Linked DNA regions of Mus musculus: region 1 is linked to region 2. Evidence: chromatin contacts called from public promoter capture Hi-C data. All regions are on one chromosome and are shown on one strand. The core of a region is the stretch at or near the end of the contact, and the rest is flanking DNA. Distances in the headings are between cores, read along the strand shown.

Region 1 (2,700 bases), core at 18-2,517, 150 kb after region 2:
AACTGATGAAAGTTCCATAATGCAGGAGAAACAACTGTCTTACCTATCGAGTCCAAATTCTCAAAACTCTTCAATGGGGCTTCTCTGCTGAGGGTCTTCTGAGCAGGGTGCAGACTCACACATTCCTCTTGAGAAAAATACACATCCAGATCTTCAAATAGCAGTGGTCTCTGAAACAGAAGCACTGTTGTTAGTATAAAAAGCTAGCAGGTCAGTTGAGTGTCCTGGAAGGCTGAAAAGAGCTAAACCCCTCCGCATTCTAAGGCGAAAAGGCTTGGTGTAAAATATTCCTCCCTGGGGGAACTCTATGGCTTGAATAGGGTGGGGGAGAGAGCATAAACATAAATTTTCAAACAGTGGTGTGAGAATCAAGAAGTACACCGTGAGAACGTAGTCTTTCCTGAAAAGATAAGTGAACAATTCTTGGGGAGAGAAATTATTTCGGATTCTCTAAGAAGGGAGGGGAAGGGGGGGGGGACGACACTGGCCAGCCCAGTAAGAATCCTGAGAAATAGTTTTTAGGAGTTTCCTAACATCATTCTTTGCTAGTTTGTGTTTCTTTTTCATCAGTGATTGCTCAGCTACACACACACACACACACATCACGACCACCACCACCTAAAGCTCTAGTTCTCTCCTAAGTTTACTGTTCCTGTAAACCCATAGAGCTTTTGGTGTAAAATTCACCTGGGTTTTAATTATCATTATTCAACAGGTGTGAAGCCCAGGAATCTGCCATTTGGAGACGCATTTCAGCAAGATAACTTTGAGAAATTGTTATAGACCCCTGCTAGGGCTCTCCTCCACCTGATGATTCTGAAATGAGGAAGTCGGTAAGCCAAGAAACGTAAGACAGCTTGGTCAAAGGGCTATCTGAGGAGGCGCCTCAGGACCTGCGCGTCTAACTGCCGCCAGGTCAGGACACCTGTAGGAAAATAGCGACACAATTCACCTGCTCATCCGATGTGGGGAGCGTGGACGCCATCTGGGGAAAGGAAGGGCTCCTTAAGTCCCCACGTTTGGACAACACTTCGAGTGGAGAGTCTCCAACTCCGCTGCCAGGCCTTTCCACTTCGCCCTCAAGCTCCTTTGAGAATCTGAGCTGACGGCTTCTTTCTCCAAAACAGCTCTGAAACAGCCACACTCACCAGCCCCGGAGTACCGACAACCTCGCCCAACCCGGCAGAAGCAGCGTGAAGCCACGCCCAGCCGAGACGCGACAAAGGAGGCGGAGGCCACCACAACACTCCCACGCTCCCATGCTCCCCACGCAGTAGCTGCAGGGAAACCGCCGGAAGCGACCCCCCCCATCCATCCTGCATCCTGATTGGCCAGCGTACTCCCGAGGCGGCGGTCCCTCCTTAATGGACCAATTGAGCAGCTTCCCGAGGACCTGAATCGCACCTGGCAACTGAGAGGCTATTCCTGAGCTTCTACAAGCAGCCGTTTCCGGTTCCTCTGGCTGGGTCTCGGTGGTGAGTGCCCCGCCTGTTGATATGTTCAGTCGGAGCAGTAGAATGGTCCCTGAGGGACACGGTGATTCCGAAAGCAGAGACCGGACCACTCTGGAGTCGATCACGGATGGCGGGAACACACAGACGCTGGGGGGGCCGGAGCTTTCGGTAGGAGGGGGTGAGGTGAATGAGAGGCCCCGAGATCCAGGCTTAGCTTGGGCCCAAGCCCAGTCTCAGATGGATTGTGGGGCTACGGTGTGTAAGAGGTTATCTTTGTGCAATCACAAATTCAGGTCAGGTTAGCCTTGTTGCTCGTGTCCGTTCCCGAAGTATTCTAGGGACATGAACCATTGTACCCGACAGGTGTAGTCCAACCAAATGATTGGGGCCCATAGCGGACATCGAGCGGGAATAGACCGCGGATTTCCTTCGCAGGATGTCTGGACCTGCCCTAGTGGCAAATGTTCTTGTAACCAACATTGAGCAGCGAATTGAAGATTCAAAATCATAAAGTCGAGCTCTTTCTAGAACTGTCACTAATTAGATGATCGTGCCAATTTTCCCCCCTTTGGTACTGAGGGTGAAACTACGGTTTCACGCATAGTAGACTTTCTACCACTGAGCTCAGACCCCTATCCTTGTTTTAAACTTTATTTTGAAATGAGGTTGACCCAAGCTAACTCTGAAATCACTGTATAGCCCCAGTAGACCTGCAATTAAGGTCTTGCCTCAGTACCCCTTAGTAGCTAGATCCAAACCCACATCTGGACACCTTTTAACTTTGCTTTCCTCAGCTGCAAAGAGCCCATAGTGCCTCTCTTTGATAATACAGAGGGCAATTTAAACTATTATAAGATGTTAAGTGAAAAGATTCGCCAGATTATGAGAAAGAGTTTGGGGGTCAACAAACAAGATTAGTACCTTGAAAATTCCAAATAAACCCCAGGTCTCTTGTCTCTTTCGTTAGAGATGGAGTCTTACTCTATGCCCTTGGCTGCTCAGAACTTGCTCTGTAGACCAGCCTGGCCTCCAACATCGAACACATCCATTTGCTTCTGCCACCCAAGTGCTGGGATTAGAGATGAGGCCACCCCACCCAGTGCCAACATAATCTGTTATGCTAATGTCAGGTTACTCAGGGATTGGCTGCATGGTTATTAAAACATTTGAGGTGAAGAGTAGTGGGATTTGACAGAATGTCAGGATAGTTTCAACTGCCAACAACAGAATCTAACGAAACAATTAA
Region 2 (2,700 bases), core at 15-2,514:
TGAGGGAACTGGAGAGATGGAGCACTGACTGCTCTTCCAGAGGTGCTGAGTTCAATTCTCAGCAACCACATGGTTGGTGACCCACAACCATCTGTAATGAGATCTGATGCCGTCTTCTGGTGTGTCTGAAGAGAGCAATGCTGTACTCATATACATAAAATAAATAAATAAATCTTTAAATGAATTAATTAATTTTTAAAAAGAAAGGAAACTCGTTGGAACAGGTATGGTGGTGTAGTTTCTAACCTCAGACACAGAGGCAGGAGCATCTCTAGAGTTTGAAGCAAGTGTAGTCTATATAGTGAGGCCCTGTCTAGAAATCAAAGCCAAAAAAATAACAAAAACAAAAACAGCAAGCAAACTTGCCTGCAATTTCAGGATATTGACAGATAAGGTTTAATTTCAAAGTCTACATAATGAAGATAACCCATGATTAACAACTTAGGTTTTCATTTGAAGAAACCTTTCATTAAAAGCAAAGAATGTTTAAATACCCTTGTAAAGTATCCCAAGGAAGAACTCCAATTGAAATTGGGTGGTTAATGAGATTCTCAGACATGTGAGTATGGTTGAATTTCAAGCCTTTTCTGCTAACCTGATGATAGTCTGGGCTTGCTTATTACTTGAAAACATGGAGTAAAGACTTCTCTAGGTTTTGCTCCATTCATGATCCACCTGTCCTGAGTCTCACCCACAGCTGAAATATCAGTTTTTATTATTAATGTCTTGGGGGGTGGGGGGGGAGCCTGGGAGCTTCACTAAACAGGTTACAAGGGCCAGAGAGAAGGATGAGGCATGCTAGATTCACACTACTCGGACTGAAGTGGACAGGGGCTTTCTAACCCTTAGCTAGTGTCTGAGCATTCCTCTCATCCACCACCAGTAGCTAGCATCCATCCCCACTGGGAAGAGGCTTGGCAACTTACCTGTGCCTGTGGCTTTGCGAAGCTCCTCTGCTAGTTGGCGCTGGTTGGTGGCCCGCAGGATCTGCAGGGTCAGCCTTACAGCATACTCCTCCCCGTAGTAGGTTATCAGAAGGCTGGCCAGCTTTACTGGCCTGGCCATCTGCATATGGCCCCGGGGGATCTTAGAGTGGCCCTTCTCCAGGCTGGTGTTCTGTAGCTTAAACTTGAACTTCTCAAAGTCATAGGGCAGCAGCTCCTCCAGGGTGTTTAGCAGATGATCACCAAGGGTCTTGGCCATGGTGCGGGCCAGGAGGGACTGCAGCCAGCTATGTGGCTTCTGGCAAACGATAATGACCTCTCTCGTGCAACTTGAGAACAAGCAAGAAATAGCTTGTGAAATAACGGACAAGGCGCAGGAAGCACATCAGCTTTGGTGGGAACTGAGAGTAAAAATGAGGGCGTGTCCAGGGTCTAGCCTGCTGCATACTTTCTTTGAGGATTCAGAGTCTTTTCCAGTGGGGAGGTCTCCACCTTGCCAGCCTATGTCCTGATTAAACAACAGGCAGGCCAGACTCTAAGGGTAGCTCTGGGATTGACAGCCAGACCTTCCAGCTGCTCCTGAGCTCTTGCTTGCTCTCAGGACCCTAGGCTGTGGAAGAGGGAGATGATCTTACGTGGAGTTGGTCCCCTCTGGCCAACTGCTCTCTTTGGACTCTTGAGGTTTATAGACCTCCAGGGCCAATGGCAGGGGAAGGAACAAACAGCAAATAATCCCTATAGGCTTTGCCTGGGCCTTCTCAAGAAAGCAGAAGCCAGAAAGGTACTGCAATGCATGTCCAGTCTGTCTGGTCCATGTCTAGTCTATCCAGCAACGTAAAGTGTTCACACGGGACCTGCGGACCACCTTTGTTGCCAGCATTCTCATGCATCTATTCCCACAGCCAACTTGGCCCTGGCTTCCTAGGTCCACTAACTGCTTCTGGGTTAAATTTTCTGTGGCCTCCTTTACTTTTGTCTTAACCATTGGAGAATAAATAAAAAGCATTATTATCTATCATTCTAAATACCCTAGATATCTGTGAAGGCTGACATTGATTGTCAATCTGACATGCTTGGGAAGAGGGAACCTCAATTGAAAAAATGCCTCCATCAGAATGGCCTGTAGGCATGTATGTGGGGCTTTTTCCTGATTGATATCCAATAGAGGAGTGCCAAGCCCACTGGGGGTGATACCATCCTAAGCAGGTGACTTTGGCATGTACAATAAATGTGACTGAATCCAGGTGGTGCTGGAGGCACACACCTTTACAACCAGCACTTGAGAGACAGAGGCAGGTGGATTTCTGTGAGTTGGAGGGCAGCCTGGTCCACAAAGTGAGTTTCAGAACAGCAAAAGAGAGAGAGAGAGAGAGAGAGAGAGAGAGAGAGAGAGAGAGAGAGAGAGAGAGAGAGAGAGAGAGAGAATGTGAGCCTAAGAGCAAGCCAATCACTGCTCCTCCAGCATTTCTGCCTCAAGCTCTTGCTTTATTTCCTGTCTTGGCTTCCTTTGACCATGCATTGTAACCTGGAAGATGAAACAAACCCTTTCCTTCCCAAATTGCTTTTGGTATGGATCACGACAACAGAAAACAAACTAGAACAAGACCCTAATTACTTCTAATAATATATTACCTTATTGTGTATGTGTTGGTGATGTGTGTATGCACACATGTTCAGGTGGATGCATGTGAATGTGTGCTTTATAGAGGCCAGAGACTGACACTGTGTTGTCTTCCTTTATCGATTTCCATCTGAT

Evidence for each region. Capture Hi-C pulls out chosen DNA fragments and counts their contacts.
Region 1: a contact with region 2 is called in a promoter capture Hi-C map of liver. The contact joins the promoter of Zfp597 here to the promoter of Mefv in region 2. A contact is called at or near these places in 5 of 39 promoter capture datasets (the C10 cell line, cranial neural crest, hematopoietic stem and progenitor cells and 2 more), 1 of 115 datasets of contacts at active chromatin or transcription factors (pancreatic cancer cells) and 2 of 9 other capture datasets (adipose tissue and liver).

What each region holds. Positions count from the first base shown.
Region 1 is chr16:3,871,107-3,873,806 of GRCm38.p6, forward strand. It overlaps Zfp597 (zinc finger protein 597), which reads right to left and starts at 1,268. Exons shown (of 3, transcript NM_001033159.2): 1 at 953-1,268; 2 at 44-170. The coding sequence starts at 985. It also overlaps a transcript of Zfp174 not described here and a transcript of Naa60 not described here.
Region 2 is chr16:3,716,860-3,719,559 of GRCm38.p6, forward strand. It overlaps Mefv (Mediterranean fever), which reads right to left and starts at 1,265. Exons shown (of 9, transcript NM_001161791.1): 1 at 927-1,265. The coding sequence starts at 1,203.